Regions from separate parts of the Gossypium hirsutum genome. Here regions 2 and 3 are each linked to region 1. A link is a contact called in public Hi-C data. All regions are on one chromosome and are shown on one strand. The core of a region is the stretch at or near the end of the contact, and the rest is flanking DNA. Distances in the headings are between cores, read along the strand shown. Region 1 holds the start of LOC107941659 (MLO-like protein 10). Region 2 holds the start of LOC107954782 (receptor like protein kinase S.2). Region 3 holds the start of LOC107954780 (protein PIN-LIKES 7).

Region 1 (4,529 bases), core at 1,202-3,701:
CATTCATCCCAATCTATAATTACTTTTAAATGAATTTCTAGTTACCTAATTTCTTTTAACTTTTGAAAGCTTCCAAACCCTATAAAAAAATAATGGTAATTACACCAATAGTCACCCAGCTTTGATGTAGCTAACAAAACAGTCACTCTGCTTTTAATTCAGTCACTCAACTTTTGAAAAATAACAAATCAGTCACTAACGTTATCGAAAAGTGACAAATCAGTCACCCATTAACATTTTTGTTATAGGTTTAATGGGACAACTGACGTGGCTAGTTAACTAGCTGACATGGCCAATTAACTTGCCACGTTGGACATGAGTTAGACATGAGGAGCATAAGGGTCTTCTTTTTCTTCTCCTCTTCTTCTTCTTTAGCTAACCATTAAAAGGAAAATTTGCAAAACAAAACCTATAGCACTTTTAAGGTTGTTGACCCTTACCACTACCATAGTCATTGTTGTTGCCTCTGCTTTGCTTGCCGCCTTTGTTTTCTCTTCTTCTTCTTACTCCTCTTCTCACATTTCTTCTCATTTCCCTAAGAAACTAACAACCTAATTTCTTTTTCATTTACATAAAAATAAGAACCCAAAGCAAGACCTAGAAAAAAATTGAAGAGGGAGAAGGTTAATTGCTTTCTCCACCATCTGAAATCTTTGATGGTTAAAAAGTGAAGTTACAACACTTACCATTATTTTCAAGTATAAAAAGAAAACCTAGAAAATAATGTATATTTAATTAAAAGAAAAATAAGGTCAGTAAGTTAGAGCTGTGGGAAGAATAAGTGTGGTAGCCATAACAATTAGTTGAAGTTCAAAAAAGGGTCATCATTTTCAAAATTTTGAGGTTAAAAAAAATGTTTTCACCTTAAAAAATTCTCAAATCTCAAACCCTAATTTCTAATTTCTCCAACATCAATCGATAATTGTTTCATATTTGATGAGTTCTCTTAGAAATGTTTTCAAAATTGTCCCTTAGAACTCTCAAATCTCTATGGTTGGTTGAATGGACAAAAGAAGAGAAAAAGCTTGATTTACATTAATGGATTTTGAAGAACTGTAAAATGAAATGGAGCAACGTGAAAGAAAAAGGGCGACATCTCAATTTCTTCTTCTTCTTCTTCTTCTTCTTCTTCTTCTTCTTCTTCTTCTTCTTCTTCTTCTTCTTCTTCTCTTTCTCTTCTTCTTCTACAGCCTAGTTAGAGTTCTTAATTTGGGGCTGCTTAAACGAAAACAAGCACTCCAACGTAGCCGGTCAGATGACAGGTCACTTTTTTGTTATGTCTGTAATGGGACATGGTTAGTAGGACTGATTTGTTATTTTTCAAAAGTTGAGTGACTGAATTGAAAGCATAGTGACTATTTTGTCAGCTACATCAAAGTTGAGTAACTGTTGGTGTAATTTACCCAAAAACAAATATATTCTCTCTTACCACTTCTTAAAGAAACCTTAGGCTCTTTGTTCTCGTCAGTGTGGTGGCTTTTATTCATTTTTTTCTCTATTATTTGATTTCCTTTCTTTTTGTTGTTTTTAGGCACAATAAGTTTCTAGACTTTGCTCCCTCTCTCTTATACAACCTTTGGCAATTTATTTGAAAGGCTTCTCTCTCCAGTCGCCTTGTGTGGGTTTTTTCCCTTTTTGTCCACAACATTGAGCTTGGTCTTCTTGTTTTCTTATCGGCGGCCCTGATTTTCTGACTAGTTGGTATCGACGCTTCTTTGATTCCTCGTTGGCCGGTGTTTAATAGATCTTAGGATACAATTGACTAGTTTTGCTCATCTAGTGATTGAGGTCACATCAATGGTTTTGGGTTTTTCTTTTGTCATCGTTTCCTAGCTAGTTCCATGGTGGTTAATGATGTTTTTTTTATGGCTAGCCATGGCATGGTCTCTGATCAAAGGCGTTATGGACATCAAGGGCAACCTCTTTTGTCTACGACTTCCTTAACATCCCGGACTGTTTCTCCCTCCTTTTTCCGGTGATGACAATGTGTAGAATAGTGATTAGGGTTTGCTGTTATGTTTGGGAGTGGTTTCCCTGACGACTTATAAGCCCATGAGTTCAATTGTTGTATTTTTTAAAATTTTGATCTGTCTCTTTCTTAACGAATACTTTATGTTTGTAAAAAATATATATAAATATCTTCAAACAGCTATGGTAAGTTGTAACCACTAGAGATATCCAAAGTCGTATTAAAAAATAAAAAGAAAAAGCAAAAAGCACCGGGAATTGACGGTTGACCAAGGCAAAGGGTGTGCATACCTGTATGACACTCGCAGCGACTTAGGCCACAATTGAGAATCAAACCAAAAAAAAAGAAAATAATAATTAATGATCATATATGTTTTCCAAATGAGAACCAATAATGAAAAAGAAAGAGCAGGTCAGCGGATTTGGGATGTAAATTCATAATGGATTTATTCATTGGACAACTTGTGTTGCCTAATATGTCTAGATTTGGACATATTCATTGCCTGCCTTAATCAATGCCATCCACCCAGCTACCACTTTCTACGCCTTTTTTTTTTTTATGTGAACTCAAAACTGAAATGTTGAAACTGACCAAATCGACATATAACATTAAAATTAATTGACTTCACTTCCTCTAAATATTTAGCTCAACCCAAAATCAACAAAAACGTATATCGTACTTTAGCTGCCTAACCTAAACATCATTCCAACTTATCTCTTTCAGGTACTGAGAATTGGGAACCGCGTTCATATTCATGGTTTTTGACTCAGTATCGGTGGTGCAGCAGAGCATAGGCCCCCATTTCTGAACCTTCTTTCTTTCTTCCTTCCAAATCTCCATTTATTTAGCACTCCCTTTAACAACACCAAAGCTTGTATTTTCTCTTCTCCTATTTAAGTAATTACCACCACTACTTTTTTGTTCTTAATTTCAGGAAACCCAAATTAATATTCTGTCTTCAATACAGATTGCATTCTTTTTGCTGTTTTGCTCTGTGAGAATATAAAAAATGAAGGGGGTGTTGCTGTGGTACTGTTCGTGGGTATGGTTAACAATGGAGGGAGGAAAGGTAATGGGGGCAACCGAGAGTTCAGGGGAGAGGAAGCTTGATCAGACACCTACATGGGCGGTGGCTGGGGTTTGTGCTGTTATCATCATCATTTCTATTGTCTTGGAAACAGTTCTTAACAAACTTGGAACGGTAATCCCTCTTTCCCTTTTCCTTGTTTTTTTTTGTCGGTTTTGAAATTAAATTCACTTTATTACTTCCTTTAAATTCTGTGTTTCTTTCTTCTTTATTTTCCTTCTTTTTGCAAAATAGTTCTGTACCAATAATGCAGTATTGTGTTATTATTTCATTGAACCATGTTGAGCTTTCACTAATACTGTATCTGCCACCCTAATTTCTTTTTTTCTTTTGTGGCATTTAGTGGTTCACAGAAAGGCACAAGAGTGCTCTGTTTGAAGCCCTGGACAAGGTTAAAGCTGGTAAGTCTTGTACACACAAGTTGCTTCTTGAATATTCTCCATTTCAATCCCACTGCTGCTTTTATGGTTTCTATAAGATGCCGCTGCTTTGTCCCAATAAAGAGTTTTTCACAATTGACATGATTATTGTAGAGCTGATGGTTCTGGGTTTCATTTCGCTGCTCCTCACTTTTGGCCAGAGCTATATTGCCAGAATTTGTATCCCTATAGATGTTGCGAATACCATGTTGCCTTGTAAATCTGATAGTGAGAAAGACACCTCTGAAAGCAGTGAAGAAGAACACCGTCGAAGACTGTTATGGTTTGACCGTAGATCTTTGTCTACTATTTCAACTGCTCCTAAATGCAAGGAGGTGAGCCTAGGCCAGCATCTATTCATATCCGTTTATTATCATTATAATGAACTAATTATTTGTTGAAAACTGGATGTTTTGATCCCACATGTGTTGCCAATTTTGTTTCCTCCTAGAAATTGTTTATTTGTGTTCATGTACAGAAAGAAAGTAAAACCATATGTCAACTAGCATCTAAAGTAATAATTTGTTTGCTACATAGAAAAAAATATTGACCTTTTCATGGGGAGAGGGGTTGCGTGCCAGGAAGACCAATGATAAAGCTATATGGAATTCAATATATCTAGAAACATATTGTCTGGTCTTGCCTTGACCTACTTAGGCTGAGTTCGGATGGGCGGTGCGTTTACCTGTGGTTAGTGTAAAAACAGCGGTGGCGGTAAGATTAGATACTGTAGTATGAGACAAAAAGTAGGCTAAACGCACCACACCGCACCCAATCGCCCATCCAAACCTACCCTTAGTCAGCCTTATTCTAAGTTCCATCACTGTATCATAGTTTGTCCACAGGCTTGTAAAATTTTGCCTGCCTCTCACAACAGCTTGAGGGAAAATGAAGTAGGGCTGTTCTGAAGAAAGATGCAACGAATAAGTTTAACCAAGTATGCCTACTTGAATTTTAAGTTTTCAGTTTTCATTTTTCCCCCTATTGAAATGAATTTCTAGTAGATTGTTGCTTCTGATTGCACCTAAAATGATATCCTTACTTGTGCTGATCC
Region 2 (4,529 bases), core at 1,132-3,631, 230 kb before region 1:
GGGACTTGCATTTCTATTGTACCTCTTCTTTCATTCACTGTCTAGTTCTGGTTTGTGCTTATGATTTAACCATAAGGTTTATCCCATCAAAAAAATTATTTTATTTTTGTAAATGCCAGCAGAAATCCTAACCAGTTGATGATCCTGCGTAAATTTATATCACTGGAATTATTTATCATAGGATAAATAAGATTGCATGTTAGTATTTTTAATGTGAGTCACTTGGTCCAAGATGGTGTTTAATCATAAAATTAGCATTAGCGGATGATAATTGTCACTACTATACATCATGTAATCTCTTCAACAATCCAGATTATCACTGGAAAATTCCAGTGTTGTGGCTATTTCTTTGACATTGACACTGCTGTTGTTTGACACTCGGCCTTGCCTCCCTGACATTAATTTTTGGTTCAGGCGGCATCCAACTCCCACCAGAGAAATGCTTGAACCTTTGTTGTGCACTGCTGCTGCCATTGGACTCGACTTGGATGTTTCATCATCGAAGGCGTTGGCTGATTCCCTTGACCATGCTGTGGTAAGGTTCCTATTCGTTATATATTTGTCTGACAGTTCAGCTGACTTACCACCTCAGATGATTCCTTTTCTAGACATTTCTTCATCCAACTTCTTGCTTGTCTGGCTTCTTTTCTTTTTTTTCCATCTTTGCTACTTGGGACATGTTCATGTATTTGTTTGGCCTCTCTCTTTCATAGTTGATTCTTACATCTGAGAAAAACTGCCTTGCAGCGTGATGATCCTTACTTTAATAAGTTGATTCGGATACTGGCAACTAGGTGTATGACTCAGGTAAAGTTAGCTAGGAAATTTTTTCAATCTCCAGATGGTTTTGACCTACGCACTTTTTAACTTGGTACTAATTTGCCTTGGTTTCAAATTAGGCTGTTTATTTCTGTAGTGGGGATCTCAGCCCTCCAGAATATCATCATTATGGGCTTGCTGCGCCCCTATATACTCATTTCACTTCTCCTATTAGGAGATATGCAGGTTTGTGAACAAAAATTTGTTTGTTACTTTACCTTTTCTTGCTGATGTATACTTGATGATACTATTGCTCAAGTATGGAACCTTCCTTGCAGATGTGATTGTGCACAGGTTGCTTGCTGCATCTCTAGGGATCGATAAGCTTCCACCAGTTTTCCAGGACAGATCTCAACTAACTAGCATTGCTGATAGTAAGTTTTTTTTTCCTTTCATACTGTTTTTGAGGCTTCCATGGATTTGGGTAACAAACTTCACATACCCATGATATCCATTCTCAGCTTCCTATGCATTTTACCTGTTTCAGATCTGAATTATCGACATAGGAATGCCCAAATGGCAAGCAGGGCCTCTGTTGAGCTCCATACTCTCATTTACTTCAGAAAACTGTAACTGCCTTGGCCTCTCTCATGGAATTGAAACTGCCTTCTATAGAGCATAATGAATAATTGCACATGTTTTGAATTTATTTATTTATCTTATGCTGCAGGCCCACTGACACAGAAGCCAGAATAGTGAAGATAAGGTCCAACGGGTTCATTGTGTTTGTGCCCAAGTATGAACTTAGATCTTTTATGCTGGATTATCTGTATATGTTCCTCGTGTCTTTCTTTGTCTATCTGCTGTGTCTAGGCAGGAAAAGATAATGTTTTGGCACTTGTGTTTGTTGGGTGGAGAAAAAAGTAACATGAGTTTATGTTATATAAAACGAACAGATATGGAATAGAAGGCCCGGTGTACTTGACAGGCAGAGGAGAGAAGGGAAGCGGGGAGTGGCATGTGGACGAGCAGCAGCAGAAGATTGTAAAGATGGACAATAGTAATAGTAATAGCCTTTCCTACAGTGTTCTGCAATCAGTGAGGATCCACATGGAGGTTGTGGAACCCCAACCCAACCGCCCTAAACTGCAGCTTACTCTTATTTCCTAGAAGTAGAAGATAACATCAACATGCACAAAGGAGGAGCTTTTATTAGGTTATATAGTGTTGTATTATTATATAAGATGCAAATGGAATGAATCTTGTTGTGGTAATTATAGTAACTGGCCTTTGGTTTGGGTTAATTGATGTTGGATTGACACAAGAAACATTTTTGTTCATGGAGTGCGTGTTCCTATTTCTATATGTTATTTTTGCAATAACAAAAAGAATGAATAAATAAACTAACACAACTTGTTATTACTGCTAGATAGTAGAAAAAATGCATTGGGTGGGCGACAAACAAGTAGACCTAACCAGATGGATGTGCATTTTGATTATTTTATGCGCTGATGCATGGAACATGTGGGACCCAGGAAACTGCAATGAAATAAATGTCCTAAAGTGACCTTAATCAACGCCCCTAAAATACATCTCCCCCCCTTTTCTTTCATTGGTTTTGATTTCACATGATTCGTGGATGTGGGTCACATGGCATTGGCAGAGAACCCCCCTTGTAACGTTTTACCATCATCATACCATGTCATCTCTCACCTATTGCAATTTACAGGAAAGCCCATTTCCCCATTTTCAATCTCAAATTGCAGTAAGAAATGCAATGCAAAGTGTACATGTATATATATTTTAAATAAGGGTAGAGATAGATAAAAGAACCGTTAATGAATTGGAAACATAAATTTTTATTTTTTTATTTGTAATTTAGTGGACTCAGATAATAAGATGATTGATGTATTATTAGCAAGTAAAAATGGTAATAGTGAGGATAATGATGAAGTGAGTATGCATGCATGATGATGGATGGCATGGAGATGAAGACCAAAGAGGGACGGATGTAGTGTGTCCTTTTGTGGTGATTCCATTGTATGAAGTAAGGAATGAAGTCAAATTAATAGGCAAAGGCTCAAACTCTTTCAGTGTCACCTCAGCCTCCCTCCCTCCGACTCCGATGTCTCCCCCACATTTCCCTCCTTTGTCAGAAATCGAACACACACACCCTTTTAATTTAATATAAATACTATTAATTTTTTCAAAAATAAAATTAAAAAAAAAAAAGACAACGACGAGCATAGCAGAGTAGAGCACGAGACAGACATCTGTAGCAGATCACACACCACCGCCCTCGCCTCCTCCCCTACCTTTCACTTTGAACCCATTTCCCATCTACATTACCATCCCCCTTTTGGAGACCTCAGCCACTCCGATCTCCGCCCATGGCTGCAGCCCTCGAGTGCTGGTCCAGCCGAGCCACCACCGCCGATGACGACATGGTCGAGCAGGTTTTGATGCGCTCCAACGACCGATCCGAGGACACCTCCTCCTCCTCCTCTGCTTCTGCCAAACTTGAAGCCCCGTCCGCCAAGAACAAACGGTTCCAGAGGTTGAGCAGGAACGTCTCTGAGGCCATTGCCTCTCTCAAGAACTCTCTCAATCTCGACACTTCCTCCCCACGTGATCAGCTTCCTCCTCCTGTTCCTTCTGTCCCTTCATCTTCCTCCAAGGCCGACGTTTGCCGGAAAGTGGTCTGGGGTACCGTTGTACGGAACTTGACTCAGCTTTACCCTGGAAGCCAGTTGCCTGAGAAGCTTGTCTCCAATATCCGCAAGCATTATGATTCCTTGCCTCTCAGGTCCCCTTCCCTTCCCTTGCCTCTTCCTTCTTCCTACTCAGTTTAGGGTACTCTGAAAATTGCAACAACAATCAACAGGATCCTAAAAGCAGTTTCCTATCAGCATGGGTTTTTCATCTTTATTTTTCCTTGGCTTTCAAACAGTGAAAGTTCGGGTTTCTTATAATTATTTTTACTATTATTATTTTCTTCAAATGTTTAAAGTGGCCTTGCCTTAGTTACTGCTGAAATGTTCTAGTTCTTCTCCCCCCCAATTATGCTTTTCTTTTTTGTAATTTTCTTTTGATTGGGTATTATGTTGACAGTTATGCACAGGCGGGATTTGATATGAAAGAAGTATTTCTACATATAAAATTGATAGAGCAGGCATCAGGGGATGATCACCCTGCTATATTTATTCAGCAAACATCTGATGATGAGGTACAAGGTTGCGTGTTTAAGCTCACATTTGCTTGTAATTCTTCCTTTTCTTGGTCTGCCATGTCTGGTGCTCTTGATTCTGCTTCCATCTGTTGCAAGAAGATACAGATATTTGAGAAGAAAGGGTTCACCCTTGGAATTATTCTCTTCTTGGTTCAATCCGCCCACGACAAGTTTTTTAAATCCCATGTCGAGAGTGCCCTTAAATCTGCTCTTCGGAAGCCCAAGACGACCACTGTTAAACTACCATTTGGACTTTGTGGATGTCAGGAGGAGAGTACTAAAGGGAGAGACTTTGGGGAAATTGAGGAAGAACCAAGTGAGCAAACTCACAGAAATGGGATTGAAAATCCAAATACCAGGATTCAGCTTCCAATGCCTCTGCCCTCTTCATCGTTGGTCGTATTGGTTGATGAATGGCAAACCATTCAATCAGGGGCAGATGAGATTGGGAAATGGCTATTGAACTCCGAAAGTCTTGAGTTTATTGATCAGATTGCACCCAACTCTTTTAAAGGCATCTACAAGGGTAAACGTGTTGGAA
Region 3 (4,529 bases), core at 670-3,169, 200 kb before region 1:
TCTACTTTCTTGTGATACATTCTGCAACAACAATCATTTGTAAGGTCAAGACTAGAGAGAGTTAATGAATAAGTAGTGCTACCTCTTTTTAATTATATCCTCTCTACTTTTTACTTTATATCTTAATTATTTGTATAAAAAGGCAAGGCTACCCACTGCATGTTGCTCTGGATCTTCAACTTCCTTTGTTGCAACTGTTGTTATAGCACCTTCCTCTTTTCTTTCTTTCAGAAGCTGAGTTTGGGCGGTGGCATCCAAGTTGTTGTTGGCTTCTACTTTTGAAACGAATTCCTCAGCTGCTTCAAGTGCTTTGGATTTCACTGCTGAAGATTTTACCATTTGGTAACTGATTGTCCATATGTAGAAACCACCAAGCTGCATTAATTACCCGAATTAAAGCATATGTGAATATGATTAATCAGTCCTTCTGTAGGCTTGAAATAACCACGTGTAATTACCGCCATGGAGAAAGATGCATAGGAGAGTCCAACTGAGTTGCAAACATCACGGTTCCCAAATGGGCTTCTATCTTCATTGCAGACTGCAGGGACAAGTATAAGGAGAAGATTTCCCACGTTCCCTAGAAATAATTTCAACTACAACTTAGTCACATGTAGGGGAAAAGGGGGCCTTGAAAGCTCTTTCAAGTTTCGACCTTACCAGCTGAACATGTCGCAATAATAAGACCTTCCAGATGGGGCTTTGGTCTCAGTATCTTAACCACAAACCATCCCACCATTCCTCCCACTAGAAAGGTGATTCCCATGTTTACAGGCATAAACCACCTGTGAGTTGATAGATGATCAAACACATTGAAACCAAGTCAAAAAAGTCTATATGCATGTATGTAAGTATCCTACCATGAAATAATGTCTTGGAGCGTGACGGTCTTGGCCAGACTTGCAAACATGAGCGAGGGTGTAAACACAACGAACACAAGCTGCGTTTAATTACACAACATAAACAAATCTAAGAACTGAAGAAGATATTATGATGATGTTACAGTCAAGTTAACTAATTAGCATGAAAAAAGCCTACTTATGCAGCCTTTAATCACCTATAGAAACGATTATTCATGAAAATAGTCAAGTAATTAACACCTTATTCAAGGATCTGCGCGTATCTTCTGGGAAAAGCTTGCAGTAATCAGTCGCCAGGAAAGCGCCTAACAAACTGATTATAAGTACTTGCAAGATAGGCATGGCAGCAACCTCGAACAATGTCCAGAAACCCATATTTTTAATTTGTTTATATATGATAGATGAGAATGAGTGAGACAGAAAATGTATTTGGTGCAGTGCAGCAGCCCTCTTTCAATGATGATGAGTATGGTTTGTGTAGCATCAGGTTTGCACAAATGAATATATGTGAGGCTAAAACAACAGAAGAGGAGGAAAAGGTAGGGAGGGCACATACAGATAGATACAGTGCAATGCAATAATGAAATGGGATGCGAGATTACATTAAGTGGAGATGTACGGTAACAATGACGTTAAAAAAGAAAACAAAAAATTAAGTTGGGGAGATAAATGAAAGAAAGGTATTTTGATTTGATTTGTTGGTGTAGGGTAATAGAGAATGAAATTGGAGTTAAAGTAAAAGACATATGAACCAATGTGGAGGAAAGATCGGTGAAGGTCACAACTGATTGTAATTTAGCTGCCTGCCCTGCTTACCCTTTTCTCTTTGTGTAATTGTGTCGTTGCTATGGGATTGCTAAATAGGTTTGGATGCTTTTAGTTCTTACAACAAGATGAAGGTAAGGTCGGAGGCGGATTGTTATGTCAATCTAACAAGATTGTAGAGGAAGGAGATGAAAGAAAGTAAAAATGGCCTGGAGAAAGGATAAGAGCTATGGTTCAAGGGAAGTATCTTATAATATTTTACCATATTAATGCTGGATAGTCAGGACCAATAGTAAGGATAAGAGCTATGGTTCAAGGTAGGTCCTATTAATGCTGGATAGTCAGGAGCAATAATACAAATATGATAGTACCTGGAAACAGCGTGAAGATCAATGATAGATAGGATAAGATTACATAATCATGGACAAACAATGTCCTAAATTTTTCTTTTACTTTTTTTTTTCAAAACCAGGATATCGACGATATGTAATAGTAATTATTTTATAAATGTGCTCCATCCCATGAGTAAGATCGAATCCTCAATTACATGATTAAAGGGTGAGGTGAGCAAGCATCATACCGCATCTTAATGTAAAGTTAACCAAAAGGATGGTACCCACAAAATAGGGTAAATTATACTATTGGTCACTAAACTAAAAAAGTTACAATTTGATCATTGAAATATTCAAAAAGTTGTTCAATTGATGCTATATATGGCTTTCTCTGTTTATACTACCTGCACCAATCGAAATTTTCTTTCTCTTCTTCTATACTATTTTTCTTTCATTAAATAATTTTGGACGTTACGAATTTATAAATAAAACTCAAATAGCTTTTTTCCTCGATGACATTGACCAACAGATCAATTTGGATCTAAGGTACGGTACGTTCTTCTACTCGCCGATGAGTACTGATCCACCATACTGATCATCAAATTATTGCTTGGAGCTCATTGGTGGAACTTTTTTTTCTCTAAATTAATAGCCCGGTAACTTAAATTAAAACTTTTAAATAGTTTAATGACTTAAATAAAAACTTTCGAATAATTCAATGATCAAATTGTAATTTTTTTTAATTAAATCACCAAAATAAAATTTTACCTATAATTTAGTGAGCAATTGTACAATTTACCTAAAAAATAAAGTTAGCTAAAAGGACGCTTTTTATGATACGTAAGCCAACATAAATGAAAAATGGTCGCTTGCTGTTATCTATCGAGTGTCAATTAATTGCTTTAATTACTCCTAATTCCGGCTATTTTTTCTACCAAAGTTAAAAGAATTAATTATTTATGAAAATGATTCAAGTAGAAAATTATTTACGTAAATGATTCATTCTTCATAATGGTTATTAATGTCAGCTTGATATATTGATAGTATCGTCCACTTATCATAAGCTAATTATTGATTTTTTTTAAAAATAGTTTTTTTATTGTTATTATTGTGTCAGGCGACATACGTATGTATTTTTTAAAATACCTGTTAATGAGTATTCAGGAAGAAAAGAAGAAAGAAAAATATATATTCTAATACCTGAAAAGAAACAGTTGAAATAGAAAAAAAAAAGAAAACAAAAAAATAAAGGGGAAATATGTGACCGATGTTTGTTTCATATGTGGTTCTTGTCTTTTTAGCTTGTGAATGTCACCATTAGTGAGTGAAATAATGTTTCAAAAAAATAATATTAGATAAGATGAGAATGAGAAAGAAATATATATGGGAGAAGATAAGAGACGAAAGAGGGAAAGTCAAATATGTGAAAGAAAAAAATAACATATATGTAAAATAGAGATATAAAATGGAATTGAATATTTTATGGAAAATAAATAATTAAGTATGGAAAAGGAAAGAGAATAACAAATATGCAAAATGAAGATTTTCCATAAAACATTAAATTATGGCACACACAAAAAAAGTATTTTTTTAAAAAAGCCGATGATTGGCTAATTATGAGGGGATAGTGTCACCGGTATGTTAGGCGGCATTGGCGGTCACGGTGGAAAACAAGTCATTTACATACATAAATTTTGACTTGGGTTATTTTCGTAAATAATTAATTTTATTGAGTCAATTAGATAACAAAAACCCCTAATTCCTCGGCAACTAGATAAAAACATAATAATTTGTAAAAGATTTATTAAAAACACCTCTACAACTAAACCTTATGTGATAACTTGATGGTCGAAGGTGTTCGCTGCCTTAAGTTGTAGCTTGGGTTCAAATATCGCTAATCGCGTTTGTTATTCGGGCTTTGTCTTATTATTGTATTTCATCAAAAAAATAAAACACCTCTACAACTTCATTTCGATTTTAGAAAATTTGGTCCATCTAAAAAAAGTGTTAACTATTTCTGTTAATACCATGTGCCCAAATATAATTAACTGAATTTAAAATTTTTAAAAAATCTATATAATAAACAAAAATTTCTTTAAAAAATTCTAAAAATCCAAAAAAATAAAAATAAAAAAATTGAAAAAAGTTAAACATTATAAAATTAAAATTTTAAATATTATTTAAAAATTCAAAAAAATAAAGTTAAAAATTAATAAAATTTCCAAATCTTAAAAATTGCAAAATTTAAAAATATTTTTCAAAATACTAAATAATTCATTTTTATATTTCAAATACATATTTACCTGTGCTAGATCTATCTAAGGGTCGAGTAGCCCGTCCGTCCCAATAGTCTCAGTCCAATTTGGCCAAGCTTGGATAAGGATTTTCACACTTCGGACTAGTTCGGCTTGAATTCAATTCAAATAGTAAAAAATATTTTTAAATTTAAATTTAATTATAAAAATTAATTAAATATATACTTTTTAATATTTTATTATTTTTTGAATAGTAAAATGGACTTTTTGAATAGATCAACTCAAAAATAGGCTTAAACTTGAAAAGTTTTTATAGA

The links. Hi-C and Micro-C count contacts between places; a contact is called where the count stands out from the background.
Region 2: a Hi-C map of leaf shows a contact between it and region 1, with 3 times the contacts expected there. The contact joins the promoter of LOC107954782 here to the promoter of LOC107941659 in region 1. A contact is called at or near these places in 15 of 34 Hi-C or Micro-C datasets (anther, callus, fibers and 3 more).
Region 3: a contact with region 1 is called in a Hi-C map of leaf, with 2.9 times the contacts expected there. The contact joins the promoter of LOC107954780 here to the promoter of LOC107941659 in region 1. A contact is called at or near these places in 10 of 34 Hi-C or Micro-C datasets (callus, hypocotyl, leaf and 2 more).

Annotation. Positions count from the first base shown.
Region 1 is chrD07:39,991,323-39,995,851 of Gossypium_hirsutum_v2.1, forward strand. LOC107941659 (MLO-like protein 10) reads left to right here and starts at 2,452. Exons shown (of 16, transcript XM_016875235.2): 1 at 2,452-2,843; 2 at 2,937-3,170; 3 at 3,400-3,457; 4 at 3,590-3,810. The coding sequence starts at 2,979.
Region 2 is chrD07:39,765,092-39,769,620 of Gossypium_hirsutum_v2.1, forward strand. It overlaps LOC107954782 (receptor like protein kinase S.2), which reads left to right and starts at 2,382. Exons shown (of 3, transcript XM_016890454.2): 1 at 2,382-3,565; 2 at 3,871-4,529. The coding sequence starts at 3,150. It overlaps LOC107954781 (exosome complex exonuclease RRP44 homolog A), which reads left to right. Exons shown (of 24, transcript XM_016890453.2): 18 at 415-535; 19 at 748-807; 20 at 900-1,005; 21 at 1,098-1,193; 22 at 1,307-1,388; 23 at 1,490-1,555; 24 at 1,716-2,099. The coding sequence ends at 1,929.
Region 3 is chrD07:39,796,334-39,800,862 of Gossypium_hirsutum_v2.1, forward strand. LOC107954780 (protein PIN-LIKES 7) reads right to left here and starts at 1,920. Exons shown (of 9, transcript XM_016890451.2): 1 at 1,101-1,920; 2 at 861-940; 3 at 661-785; 4 at 459-580; 5 at 157-375; 6 at 1-21. The coding sequence starts at 1,235.